3 separate regions of the Mus musculus genome follow, and regions 2 and 3 are each linked to region 1. Evidence: chromatin contacts called from public HiChIP or PLAC-seq data. All regions are on one chromosome and are shown on one strand. The core of a region is the stretch at or near the end of the contact, and the rest is flanking DNA. Distances in the headings are between cores, read along the strand shown. Region 1 overlaps Tnks (tankyrase, TRF1-interacting ankyrin-related ADP-ribose polymerase). Region 2 has its middle 8.4 kb from the start of Gm34911. Region 3 overlaps Ppp1r3b (protein phosphatase 1, regulatory subunit 3B).

Region 1 (4,674 bases), core at 642-3,141:
CTTTCCATCTAAGCAGAGTGCAATGCTAGACAGTGTTCAAATCAAATATGCTATCTGTCCTCCACCATACTCCAGCCTCTTCAAGCAAGCATGCCAAAGCTGTACCCTAAAATGATCTTCTCTGACCTGCAGTGAAAATTAGGAGACAGCTTCTTACGGTTAGTGGCTTATATCTAAACCTATGTCTTTCAAACAGTCCTACAGGCAATGACGCATTAAATGCACCTAACAAATAGACAGGCAGGCAGAGAGCCGGAGAAGAGGAAAGGTCAGGGGGAGGACACTCAGAAATACAGTCTTGCTTAGCCCTTGGCACATACTATAGCAGCTATGAGAGGAGCTGTTTCTATACTGTCTTTCTCCTCCGGCCAGAGACCACGGAAGGCTGCTATTCTGTTGCACATGACTGTTTAATAAGAGACTGAAGGTTTCAGGACCAGGCAGGTCAGAGACAAATCAGGTAGGCCCGATTTCATCATTTAAAACTGTGCAGTAACTTTATCTCCACTGATTTAAAAAGCTTTATTCCTCTGGTATATGCTCTCCTCATGTAGCAACTCATTTCATCTTTAATTAATTGAGAAATATCAGATTACTCTGATTTAGCAGTGATTATATTAATTTTAGCACAGTGGGAAGTTGTCGTTCCACGTAGAGTAATTAAGCAAAATTCCATATATTTTTAAAGCTTTCTGTACATAAATGCCTTCTATTCACTTCACAATCTCTATTAAGAGTGCACAGCAGATTGATAACTTAAACACAGTTAAAGCTCTCTTCTACACAATCTATAACAGCACTGTTAGCAGTGCAGTGACTAGGAGGCTCCACATCACAGAGTAAAGGAGGGCAAAGGCAGCAGGACCGGTATGCTGAGAACAAAACCAAACAGAGCCAATGCAGCACTGAGAACGAAGATCAATGAGAACAGCAGCTCAAAATCTAGCCGTTAAACATAATCTTGCCGACCATGACGAAGGGTGCTCTCTACCCTCAGGGTCTCCTCTGTGATGGTTCTTGGCATTTACTTTTATAAAATTAATAAGCCCCAAATCTGCATTACAGAAGTAGAAAGACAATATATTACCCCAATCTAAAAAACTTGGCTATCAGGGTAAAAAGTACAAAGATATAATGAAATATATAAAAGTGGGTGAGGAGAGCACCCAAGTGTAGCTGTTGACCCCAGGGATAAGGCAGCAGGTTGTCTTCCCAATGAAAACTACTTTTACAGTAACACAAATGCCCTTGTCTGCTCAACAGTGAAGGGCTTTAAAAAACCAGCCGAGAAGAGGAGGTAGAGGAAAACTGTGATGTAAGCCATAAAACTGACAAAATATGAGAAACACTATGATGTAATGCTGTAATTCTCAGTGCTATAAGCAGTAAAATTAAGATATATCAATCTATATGATATATACATATATAGGTATATATCTCAACACAATTAATAAGATGCACATCCAATCAATAAGATTTTTAGTATTTTCTTAGCTTCATTAGTGGAAAAATATTCAGTGCATGAAAATCTTATAAAATCAGCCTCCTAGCGCTGGCTCCTTACCTGTGAGGACAGCTTTTGCTGAAGGATCTGCCAGGTCCAGAGCTGATTTCCCATCGGTGTTCCGGATGTTTGGATCGGCTCCGTGCTGCAGCAGCACTGTGCAGGGAAAGCACAAACAGTATCTTACCTCGGGGATACAGAGATTATTTACTGCTAAGTGTCGCCTCGGCATGGTGTAGGCATAAACATACATTGCACAATTTTTTCTCTTTCAAGAAAAGAAAAATGAAAGAAAAAGGGGAACAAAAGCACTGCAGCAAAGGATCTTCTCTAGAGTAAAGCAAAGTTGGCAACTTATGGTACAGTATTATCACATGACTTGACATCATAACCATGAAACTAGAAGCTTGCCCCGGACGGTCCTGCTTTGCCTCCCAAGGAAGCAGTATGGGAGCTGTGTGCGTGTTCCCTGCCTCGCTCTGTGAGCTGTGCTAGCTGAAGCTGCCCTGCCTTTACTACCACTGTGACTGCTTGTTGCTGCTGCTGCTGCTGCTGCTGCTTCGCTGCTGAATCTCCAACACGTCCTCTCTCAGAAGAGTTGTAACCCTGTGCAAGGCTTTTAGTGGCTCAGTGCTCACATATGAAACTCACCATAGACACACTGGCTTGTTTCCAGAAGTTTAACAGACACAGTAATGCGTGCAACGCCAGCTCTTGCAGCCATGCTACAAAAAAGAACTCTATCCTGTATTATGATCCTCCATCAAATTTCTAGAACTAAAAACCCAATCACTGAAATTCATGTAACAAAGGTATTTCATAAAAACTACAGAGACTCCTTAAGATTCAGACCCTCCTATAAGTGAGTGGGCAGTAGATAAAATATGGATATGGCATTTGGGAAGTGTCTAATGCCAACTAAACCACTGCTGTGTAAGAGCAGAGCCCCAGAGACCACGGGAGTGCTACTACCCATCTGATATTTAAACAGTGAACAGGTTAGGCATCTTTAGTCAAAAACCTGAAATTCAAGGTGAGGAAAGTGAATCCTCTGAGCACCTACATAGCCACCTCTGACACCATGATAGGGGAACACTTAAGTGTATACTGAATCACTTTTTTCTACATTTACTGGGGGTGGGGACACAATGTAGAAGTAAGAGGACAATCACTTCTACATGTTGATCCCAGGGATTAAATTCAGGTCCTGAGGCCTGGTGACATGTGTCTTTACCCACTGAGCCAGCTCATTGGCCACTGCTTGTTTTTTTTTTCCCTAAGCAATAAAAATTTTCATTCTTTAGCGAAATATACACTAAGCAACCAAATTTAAACTAATACTCTTCCATTTTAGAACTCTCATTAACATACATGGGATTTAACCAATGAGAGGGCTAAGAATGTAGCTCATTTGGTAGACTGTATGCTTACCATGGTATATGTGAAACACAAATAAATCTCGCATTGAGGCCTGGATTCCAACCTCAAAACATCTCATGCTATATATATGCAAATATTCCAACTCCTCAGGTGGGGTGGGTCTGAACGCCAAAGCACTTAGGTCTCACGCATTTTATTTAGATGAGGGAAACTTACATCTTACATAAGAGTTTTAGGGCTGAAATGGTGGCTCTGCTGGTGAAATGCTTGTTACATAAGCATGAAGAGCCAGGTTCTGATCCTCAGCATCCATCTGTCACACAGAGCTAGGGAAGTGGAACAGAAAGATCCCTGGGACTAGCTGGCCATAGTCTAGCCAAATCAGAGTATCCCGGGCTCAGTGAGAGGCTCTGCCTCAAAACGTGCAGTGGAGAGTAACTGAGGAAAAGGCTCAGTGAGAGGCTCTGCCTCAAAACGTGCAGTGGAGAGTGACTGAGGAAAACACTCAATGGGGCCTCTCTGGAATCCAAAAGCACAAGCACTCTCACGCGCTCAAGCACACTCCTGACAAGCAACTCTGGATACCCTCTGACCCCACCCATACGCGAGCACTTTAAAACATCCAGTAGTGGCTTTGAGCCACTACTAGTAATTCTCAAGTTCTACACTGAAGCCCATACACTCTTTTGAAATTTGGAAGGTGATCTTCATATTACTAAGTACTGAGTCATATTGTTTATAAAGCCATTCTTTCTGTGATGCATAAGCCATCAAGACCATGGCTTTGCTACAATGGATAGCTGTCTGAAGGTTAGCATTCACACCTCTCCCCTTAGATCTGGGGCAATTTCACACTTGCAGTATTAAAACAAGCCATACTTGGGAAGACACAGAAAGATCTGCAGACCTTCTGCGGTCATCCTCCCACCAGCTGCAGGTCTCCATGGTTTCAGTTGTCTTCAGCCAATCATAGTCTAAAATATGAAATGTAAGGCTCACACCATGCACCAGTCTGAGTACCCTGCTCCATCCACCCACGAGGTGAACCAGCCAGCACTCTGTCCAGTGCACTCACTTGCATGTGCTGCCTACCCCCAGTCACTCAGCAGTCATCTCAGCTAGCACATCACAGGGCTGATCTCCTATTTTACTTAGGAATAAATAGTCTCAAAGAGTAAGCACAATGATGCTGGTTGCTGGTCAAATGATACATGTTTGTGATTCAAACATGTCAAAAAGCAGCTTAGCATAGCATGCTTTCTTTAAAGGCGAAGACAAAAGTTCTCAACTTAAAAAAACTGAGTTCCCATCCCTGGGAGGACAAGTCTGTCGCTGAAACTCCAAGGAAGAGGAAAGTAGCCCAGGGCAGTCATGCTGCTGCACGTCCAGGAGAGGAAAGCCTAGAGCTGCTTACAGTCACTTCTGCTACAGCAGAGTAGTTCTTACAGCTAGATGCTACTGCTCATCTGGGACACCACGCACAGATTTGACTGCAGTGCCAATTACTTAGATACAGTCTCCTCTAGGCATACATATGTACAGGAAAGTACTGAGAAAGGACGCAACAATACCGAAGGTTTCAGGCATCCACTAGGAGTCTAAGCACAAGTCCGGTGTATCCTGGTGGGGAGGGGCTGCTGTGTATCACTTACTTCCTGAATGTAGCAATGTTATTTTGAGTCTAAAGTGACTCAAAAGTTAAAGAATAAAATAGCAACACAACATCAAGTTACTGTTACTTTATCTTCCTGAAGGCTATTATTGGCAGTCAACTTGAATACATCTGGAAT
Region 2 (4,674 bases), core at 1,376-3,875, 510 kb after region 1:
TGTCTCAGTGCACATCAGAAGAAAACATTCTCCCCACTGAGTAGTCCCGTGAGTGACTGTGACCGTAGACTTCACATTTGGCAAGAACCAGGTCATTTGGCAATGACTAGGACAATGATCACTTGTATGCTAAGAATATATGGCTATCTGCCAGCTCAAAAGACACACCCAGGATTCAGGAGAGAAATGGCTCTAAAGAAAAGGGCAGACAGAAGTGACAGAGAGAAAGCCAGCAGAGGCCCAGGGATCCTAACATCAGGATGTAGACTGGAACAGTGACAGGAGTAAGCCAGGCAAGAAGTCCAAGCAAGCTCGCACAGTGTGTCCAGGATGGTCTTGGTACCATCCAGCACATGAGAGAGGAGTTTAAGCAGCTGCAGACTTCTCATCTGGCATACCGTGCTAGCCTTCCCAAGTGTCTGTGTAGAAGAGAGTGTGTAGAAGAGAGTGGTTCAAGCTACATGGAGATTAGAAAGTACTTCTACCCAGCTGTAATGGTTTGTACATGCTTGGCCCAGGGAGTGGCACTAGTAGAAGGTATGGCCTTGTTGGAGTATGTGTGGCCTTGTTGGAGTAGGTGTGTCATTGTGGGTGTGGGCTTTAAGAACCTCACCCTAGCTGCCTGAAAACCAGTATTCTGCTAGCAGCCTTCAGATGAAGATGTAGAACTCTCAGCTTCTCCTGTACCATGCCTGCCTGGATGCTGCTATGTTCCCACCTTGATAGTAATAGACTGAACCTCTGAACCTATAAGCCAGCCCCAATTAAATGTTGTCCTTTGTAAGACTTGCCTTGGTCATGGTGTCTGTTCACAGGAGTAAAACCTTAAGACACCAGAGTATCAGAGACTCTTTCCTTACACCATGTTTCTGGACCCTGACACAGTTCCTAATACAGCTCTGTTACCCACAAATCTCAGTAACAACGAGGAAAAGTTAGACCTTTGAGGGAGAATTGGGTTACAATGGCTCTGGAGTCATGTGCTTAGGAATAGCACTGTTATCAAGAGAATGAAGTCTTGATAGAAAGGGTGAGGCAAGCCAATTTCCTCTCTTTTCTTACCCTTCTGGTGCGTGTTATGATGCAGTCCAAGCTTGTGACTCTGAGCTTCAAGCTAGTAAACCAAAGAGCTTTTGTTGTTTACTTATTACCCAAATAGTGGTAATCTTTTATAGCAGAGGTAATCTTTTATAGCAGAAAAAAAAAATTGACTATGACAGTCACCATAGTAGCAGTGATGTTATGGGCATATAAAGATACCCAAACACATCAACTTTTACATTTCAAGTATGCAGTTTATTGTGTGTCAATTATACCTCAATAAAACAGTTAAAGTTTTCAAAACTTCTGCAATGGCTTTCATCGTTTTCAGAATAAAATCAGCACTCTTTGCAGTGTACCATGTAATGCTCCTTCCTTCTTCACATTATAATTGATGGTAAATTCCTTCTGTGAAGAGGCCATGTTTTAATAGTCTCTTAGCCCCCAGTACTTAATGTAATGGTTAATACAAAGGGGACTCAATTATTAATGAAGAAGGAACAGAAAATCATTAGAGTGCAGAGTACTATAAAATACACACCAGAGAAGAAGCCAGAGAGGGGGAAAAAATGAGCAATGGGACTGAATTCCCATGAAAGGCTTCATGAGGAGGGTACTGAAGGATGAAGGAGTGGTAACAGGGGCCTTCCCAAGGAAGTGAGAGAGGTGGCCGTAGCCAAAGCAAAGGCAAGGTGTGTGTGGATCACTGGAGCCTCCTTGCTGGGTAGGGAAGGCTCATCTAGATAGTGAAGCACCATATCTCCCATCACTTAGGTGGAGTTTGGAACAGGCAGCCTAGGCTCATTGTTATTAATTAGGGCTGGCTTACAGGTTCAGAGGTTCAGTCTACTATCATCAAGGCAGGAGCATGGCAGCATCCAGGCAGGCATAGTACAGGAATAGCTGAGAATTCTACATCTTCATCTGAAGGTTGTTAGGAGAAGACTGACTTCCAGATAGCTAGGATGAGGGTCTTAAAGCCCATGTTCACAGTGACACACTTCCTCCAACAAGGTCACACCTCCAAATAGGGTCACTCCCTGGGCCAAGCATATTCAAACCACCACAAAGATTAACTTGAGCATTGCATTATCTAGGACTCTTCTCAAAGCAAGTCTGAACTATCTCATCAGGGTGAAGTTGCTGGACCAAGCATACCAGAGCATCCTCAGGCTACCACCTCTCCATTCTCCCCAACCTCAAAGCAACTTCATCAGTTACAAAGTCCAAGGTCTCTAGTATGTTGCCTTTATGGGGACCCAGAGAGGGAGAGCAAGGGGGAAGGCAGTGCTCAGGGATACATGGCAGTAGCTTGCCTTTGAAAGCCAGGAGGACCAAGGGTGTGTGTCCTCAGACTCCCTGCACAGATAGATGTCTCATTCTTTTACAGATGCCCCTGGAACTGAGCTGGACTTGAAACCCAACACTTTCTCTCTAAACTCAGCAGGAAGCACTTACAGGGCCTGCCCTTTGTTTGGGGAGGGAGCAGAGAGGAAGTAAAACAAGGGAAAGGCTCTGTGTGCTTTTCATTCAACACTATAGCCTGACAGAGTGTGTCCGCTCTCAGCTGAATGTCTCAGTGGGGAAAGCTTGTGTCTGAACCTCACGAATGGCAAACTGTCCTGCTGTCCCCTGTCACAGCAGTGGTTCACTTAGACAGTGCTCTAAGTTCACCGGGGACTTCCGTGGGCAAGTTGTCTGTTCCTCTCCCCTGCAGTCGGCTTTGAGGAGAGGGGAGCACTATGATTTCTATGGGATAGATGACCCAGTGTCTAGGGGCTGGTTGGCAGAGTCTCTTTGGAGGGCTCTTCTGTGATTCATATAAAGCCAATTGACCGCCAGCAGATGTGGGAGAAGGGGGTCACACTTCCTACCCGCTCCTCTATACATGATTCCTGGACAGTTAAATTTCTGCTCTAAATGTCAGCTCCATGAACGGAGGCATCTGGTGGCCACAAATCCTGTCATGGCAATGCTAATCTTATCCCTGCACAGAGTTTAATAAATAGTTCTGAGTCAGGGCTGGGGTGTAGGTAGGGTTGAGATTAGGGGTGGGAAATGGGGGTGTGGCATGCATCTATAGTCCCAGCTACTTGAGAGGCTGAGACAAGAGGGTCACTAGAGCTAAGGACATTGGAGCCAACATGGGCAATATTGTGAGACACTGTCTCTTACAATAAAAGTAAAAAAATGATAGTAGTAGTAATAATAATAATAATATATTTTATTATATACCTAGAGCGTGCCAGACACTTTGAGTTAGCATCTCAAGTAAGTAATATTAACCTATTTTTGTGGGTGAAAGTTAATGTCAGAAGGGACATCACCTTCCTCAGATTAACTGTTCCACCAGCCAGTAAGAAAAATGAGATTTAAACCAGACCTTCTGGCTCCAGCACCTAGCCTCTTTCCATTTTGTTATAACATCTTTGAAGCTGGGAATCCATTTTCTTTGGGTTCCTCCTACCATGCACCATCCATTTAGGGTTCTCCATTTTTTTTTCACAACACATATATAACCAACAGTTGTATAAAGGTACCAATTTCCTAAAAACAGAAAAAAAAATCTCTTCAACTTTAATTTGTGGTTGAAGTTAACCAAGCACCAGGACTTCCGGTCTTCAGACAGACTGCTGTTATTAAACATTAGGGGAGGGCAAGTTCTAGATGAGATGAAATACCCGGTAATACCCAATGCAATGAACCCCAGCAGGAATTCACATTGTAAAACAGACCAAATAATAAGAAACACATAAACATTCCTCAAGCAGCCGGCAGAGAAAGGAGAAACAGCGATGCTATCTCTGCTGTGAGCAGTAGGATTGCAGAAAGTCCATCATTCATCAGAAAGGACAGACTGAGCAGGCGTTAATGTGTGAGAGGGAACGAAGCCCAGTGGGCGGGCACAGCAAACAGGTAGGGCAATGGTTTGAGGCGGCGGCGCCCTCATCAAAGAGGTTCACAGAGTGGACAGACTGAGAGACTCCACGCTCACAGTTACAGGGAAGGCTATTGCTAGAAAAATAGCAATCTCTAACTCTCTGAGAGAAGGCCCTGGAATAAGGCCCACGTCAACACAGAATGGGAGTCTGGTCCTGCGCCCTCGGAGGAGGCTCTGCAGGTTGCCTGGGTAGGTTATGAAAGTCCACAGCAATCCTTCGGTCCTTGAGATACTAGGCTATTATTCTATTATTATAGGAGTTAGAGCTTGTCAAACAAACAAACAACAACAACAAAACCTCAGGTCATTTTTTCCATTTTCTTCAGCATCTTGCCTATAATATGGTATTGTCAGATTCGTATTTGATGAAGTATTTCTATGACACATCTGCAGTGTCCACTCATGGGTGGGATCGGGGGAAATCTGAAACACAGTTGGAGAGGCTGTCCAGTTTGAGAGGATGCTGTCTAATCGTGTACATGCTCCAGGCTGCTCTGCTCTTGTGACGGCTCTTGAAACTTGACCTACTGTGGTAACGTAAGTCTCTAAATCAAAGTGAGTAAGGAAATGATATTGACCTTAGAAAAAGAAGAAAAGAAAAAAGAAACAACGGAAGAACTTCTGAGAAATTGTAAACCACATCTTGAAGACAACTCATGTTGGCTGCCTGTGTGTGTGATGCATATAGCACT
Region 3 (4,674 bases), core at 1,443-3,942, 470 kb after region 1:
CCAACCACGTCTGCCTAGAAAACTGTGTGCTGAAGGATAAGGCCATCGCGGGCACCGTGAAGGTCCAGAACCTGGCCTTCGAGAAGGTTGTGAAGATCAGGATGACATTTGACACCTGGAAAAGCTTCACAGATTTCCCTTGTCAGTATGTGAAGGACACTTACGCTGGTTCAGACAGGGACACATTCTCCTTTGACATCAGCTTACCCGAGAAAATTCAGTCTTACGAAAGAATGGAGTTTGCCGTGTGCTACGAGTGTAACGGCCAGGCGTACTGGGACAGCAACAAAGGCAAAAACTACAGGATCACCCGGGCTGAACTCCGATCCTCTCCGGGAAAGATTGAGCCGTACAATGGACCAGATTTTGGAATCTCTTTTGACCAGTTTGGGAGCCCTCGGTGTTCCTTTGGCCTGTTTCCAGAGTGGCCTAGTTATCTGGGATATGAAAAGCTGGGGCCCTACTACTAGTGACTGCAGGTGACAGTCCGTGGCTCAGATCAAGATGGAGGCGAGAGAACGGAAGGCCAGAGGAAAGTTGAACTGCCACTAGGCGTGGTTTTTGAAAAGACAGGCTCCTGTTCACCTTTTTCTTAAACCAGCAAGTCCAGCGTGTTTCCATCACACCCGGTTTCTTGCTCAGAGGAGTGGAGCGGTGCTGATCCTCTGTGGCATCCGGGTTGGCCACAAGGGAATGCGCAGGATGGTGCCAGAAGGGTCTGGAGAGGAGCCAAGCTGGCAAGGACAGAGGAAGCTGGCCTCTCTTCCACACTTGGACTCTGAAAGTCACCCAGAAACCAATCTCCAGCCTTACCATTGACCTCGAGGTCCTGTCCCCGCTCATGGCTTTCCATGCGTCTCCTTCATTCCACGAGTACTCCGAAGGGAGCCACCTCAGTTCTGGGACACACTGGCCTGATTGATACCCAGCAGCCTCAGAAGAGGGCCGGGGGCGGGCGCTTTCTGTGCGAGCTCTTTCACTACACTTCCTCCCGCTACAGTCTATCCAGTGATCTGGACAAGAGAGACAAAGCAAATAAGTAGCTCGTGTCTGGGATAGGCATTCCCTCCCCCCTCTCTCCTCCTGACCCCTCCTTTATATTCCAGAAGAGAGCAACATATTAGTTACTAGAAAGTCATTGGTTCCCATGTGGGGTCACAGGGTACAGCACTGGGACAAGGTGGGACAGTCTGAACTTTTAGCTTTTCCTCTTGGATGTTGGGGGAGCTTTTGAAGCACCGTTTCACCCGGAGTTACCAGAAGAGGACTCAATGACAAGATGCATTTCCACTTGCCTGGCCGGTGTGTGTGAACTGTTTGTGTTTGAAGAGAGTCATAGCTCTCATGTCTCCTGGAGCCTCCACTTCAGTGCCTTGTCTGAGGCTTTCAAATAGCAAGACTGGCATCTCCTCGAGTCCTCCAGACTGTGCTTAGATATATATTCATATTCAGGATGCTTTATGAACCCCCAAGGACATTGATCGGGTGTTTTTATTTATGGTGTGTATTATAAAAAGATAGGGGAGAAAAACCTCACGTTTTTCTATGTTATTTTAAATGTTTGTCAACTCTGAGGTATCAGATGAAGTTTTCTTAACCATATTGGAGTGCAATGCGCTTTCATACGCTAGCGTGAGACTCCTGGAGTTCTTACCCTTGGGTGAACCCCCAAACCCTGTGATTTTTCTCTAGGGCAAATTAGAATTATAGGGGAGATTTTTTTAAATGCGAGTTTGTAGAATTAGGGGTGTTGTTTTGTTTTGGAAGTTTGATAAAAGATGCCTGTTTCATTTCCTTACTGAAGTGATGTTTCCCTGAGACAAGACAGAAAGGAGCAGAGTCTCATGGTTTCGGAGGTGGGGGCCACTGGACGTAGCCCTGTGCCCTCTGGCTTTATAAGTTAGCATCAGGCAGACATCAAATGTTTTTAATCCTAGCATGTGTGGTTTATTTTTTATCTTAACTTTTTCACTTTTGAAGATTCAAATGTTTTGACTTTTTAAATGTTATTTTCTATGATTTCTTATTCCTAAAACTGGTACTAGTCTGTAATCTGTGCTTTGTATATTGTGCCTCTCCCAGATGGGTGGCGATCTGGGATTGCATGCTGATTATCTGTGAGGAAATCATCTTTGTGCCATGAGGCTGAAGCTGGGGCCAGGAGTTTGTGTTTTATCTAAGCAGGCCATGTATCTCCTAGATGGGTGTACTTTAAATGTTCCGGATTTGTTGACCAGAGCAGCTAGGTTGAAATTGGATAGAAAGCAAAACTGCTCTCTATGGGTCATGCATTGTGTGTTAAGAAGGAAGGCAGCCAAGGGCACTGTTTCTTACATAGATGCAGACTAAAGATCATAAAATGGCTGGGGGCGGGGGCGAGGTACGGAATGGAATCTGTTCAGTGGTATGGATGATCTTCAGACATTCCGAGTCAAAATATAAAATATGGTAATTCCATGTTATATGTCCCTCCTAAAGCAGACATACCCTCACCCCCTTTTGCCCAGATTTGCCCCAGCTTTCTTGCTCACGAGCACTGCTTGAAAGCCCCCCAGCCAGCACACCTGGGGTGCACACCCACTGCTCAGCTCCAGGGGCATGTTGTGCCTTTGCCTGCTCACCAGGACCCTTCCCTTGAAGCAGTCCGTGGGCTGTGCTTGACTTCCTTATCAAGGCTGTCACTCAGAGACAGAAGAGTCTTCCTTCTGCTTTCTGCCTCCAATACAGCCCTCCTTCTTTTGACCCAGTCTGTCCCATGACTCTGAGATAGCCTCGGGAGCTGCATTTAGAAACTCTATGCATTGTTCAGAGTTCACCACTGTAGACAAATTTACGCAGCTCAGAAGACGACAGGCCCCTTGCTTGAAGATCCCACGGCAAGTTTGACCTGGAGGTCTGTCTTCATGCAGTTCTTGGCTAGGATGATGGATGGATCCTAATCCCCAGACATTGTGATCCAGGAAGGGAAGGCAACCCCATTCTTTGTTCCATATTTATTTCCCCAAATTCCCTGGGGTGCTTTGGCAAAATGGGTACAATAAATAAGCTAGACCATAAGACATGTTTCTTGTAAGAAGCCGTTTGAGTGTTGTAAGAATATTTTCTCTAGAAAGCTAGGAAGGCATAATGGAAGTCTGTAGTTCTGCAGAAACTAAAGCAACTTGAGTCAATGGTGGGAGTTATTTTATCCCTGAGATGTAAGCTTGGTGGCTCCTGATTCTGGGAAATCTGCACTCAGCCGCATCTCCTGGCATGATCACAGAAACTGCAGATAAGATGTTCCCGAAATTCTGGGATCTTACCTCTAACGGGATCGTCCAGAGTCACTCAAAGACATTTCTCTTGCTGAGGTTCTGTGAGATGCCTCCAGCTCCATCAGCAAAGCTGTGAGTGTTTCCACGGTTTTGCTGCAGTTCCCAGAGGCCCCTGGGGCACGTGGACTTCTAGAGTGCACACGTGATGATGTTACACTTTTGCTTTAATGTGAACATTCAACTGACGGGCTTGTCGTCATTGTATGCCTACATGTGCCTTGTTCAGAAACTTCTGCATGTTTGTAAGACATATTTTTGTATACATTGGTAGAGGGGAAATGCACTTTAAAAAAAATCACAAGAATGGATGTGTGTGTGTGTGTGTGTGTGTGTGTGTGTGTGTGTGTGTGTGTGTGTGTGTGTGTGGTGGAAGAGAATGATTTCTTTGTATCTCAAAAGCAAAAACGTAATAAATATAGAAAGAAAAGAAAATGAAAACTATTCCTTCTATTTTTAGCGTTGGAAGAAGGGGAAGCATATTTTAAGTCAATGATTTTTTTTTTCTATACATGTCTTTGTATTTTTTAAGGTACAGGTTGTATTCAGTGGATATGAAAAGCTGGAAGGCTTGCAGGGTGGGGAGGGGACCAGTGCTTTAAGCTATCTGGCAGTGAAGGCAGGTGATGGAGCCTTCACCTAGAACCAGAGAGGAGGGACAGAGGTGATTATTGTCCTCTATGGATCCTAGTCATCCAAGTTCCCGACTCTTGCTTCTTCCCTCCCTCTCGGAAGGTAGAGCAGACAAGCGTGTGGATTCAGACAGTCCTGGGTAAACTATCTATGGCGCTCTCAGCTTTGAACTTCTCCATCACAAAGACTCGGTAACCAGGAAAAGAAACCATCTGCTGGTGTGGCCTATCCTCCACCATTGAATGCAGATGTGTACCCTGCGTGAGATTTTCAGAAGTTCAAAAAAACAAAGGGACGCTACCCACCACCCCAACCCCTGGCCCTGATTATTTAAAGGCCAAGGTTTTTGCTATAGGCTCCGAGTCAATGAGGCAGAGCCTTGGCGTCCCTACACAGCTATCCCTTTGCTATGTTCCTACCCACAACCTCCCAGCAAGGCTCCTCCAGTTCCATCAACTTGTAGACCTAGCCTCCTGATCCCTGGCTATCCGAATCCTCTGGAAAGAAGCGACTGTGCCCAGGTTTCTGCAATGTAACGAACTGGAACCGGAAGAGCTCACTGACAGAACTGTGCGGTTCCATTCAACTCTGGTGCACTCATCCTGGCATTCGCCACATTAAAACAATTCCAGAACTTAAAAACAAAGCAAGCAAGCAAACAAAACAAACAAACAAAAACAAAAAAAGACCAAAAAACAAAAAAACAAAAAAAAAAGGAGAGGGAGGTTTG

The links. HiChIP or PLAC-seq counts read pairs in DNA pulled down with a chosen protein or histone mark.
Region 2: a contact with region 1 is called in an H3K4me3 HiChIP or PLAC-seq map of bone marrow-derived macrophages, with 4 times the contacts expected there. The contact joins two enhancer-like sites. A contact is called at or near these places in 1 of 484 Hi-C or Micro-C datasets (macrophages), 5 of 115 datasets of contacts at active chromatin or transcription factors (the 230-238 cell line, acute myeloid leukemia, bone marrow-derived macrophages and 1 more) and 1 of 9 other capture datasets (embryonic stem cells).
Region 3: an H3K4me3 HiChIP or PLAC-seq map of bone marrow-derived macrophages shows a contact between it and region 1, with 3 times the contacts expected there. The contact joins two enhancer-like sites. A contact is called at or near these places in 2 of 39 promoter capture datasets (cranial neural crest and neural stem cells), 5 of 115 datasets of contacts at active chromatin or transcription factors (acute myeloid leukemia, bone marrow-derived macrophages, forebrain and 1 more) and 1 of 9 other capture datasets (macrophages).

Annotation. Positions count from the first base shown.
Region 1 is chr8:34,916,815-34,921,488 of GRCm38.p6, forward strand. It overlaps Tnks (tankyrase, TRF1-interacting ankyrin-related ADP-ribose polymerase), which reads right to left. Exons shown (of 27, transcript NM_175091.3): 3 at 1,565-1,660. Among named protein-coding and RNA genes, the nearest start is that of Tnks, 47 kb to the right of the region's middle. Within about 2 kb of position 1,892, at least 38 of the 459 cell types and tissues checked have an H3K27ac peak or open chromatin away from gene starts, as enhancers often do. A contact at or near this core is called in acute myeloid leukemia, bone marrow-derived macrophages and macrophages, where this site is marked.
Region 2 is chr8:35,421,531-35,426,204 of GRCm38.p6, forward strand. No RefSeq gene overlaps it. Among named protein-coding and RNA genes, the nearest start is that of Gm34911, 8.4 kb to the left of the region's middle. Within about 2 kb of position 2,626, at least 24 of the 459 cell types and tissues checked have an H3K27ac peak or open chromatin away from gene starts, as enhancers often do. A contact at or near this core is called in acute myeloid leukemia, bone marrow-derived macrophages and macrophages, where this site is marked.
Region 3 is chr8:35,384,394-35,389,067 of GRCm38.p6, forward strand. It overlaps Ppp1r3b (protein phosphatase 1, regulatory subunit 3B), which reads left to right. Exons shown (of 2, transcript NM_001364452.1): 2 at 1-3,746. The coding sequence ends at 470. Among named protein-coding and RNA genes, the nearest start is that of Ppp1r3b, 10 kb to the left of the region's middle. Within about 2 kb of position 2,693, at least 10 of the 459 cell types and tissues checked have an H3K27ac peak or open chromatin away from gene starts, as enhancers often do. A contact at or near this core is called in bone marrow-derived macrophages and macrophages, where this site is marked.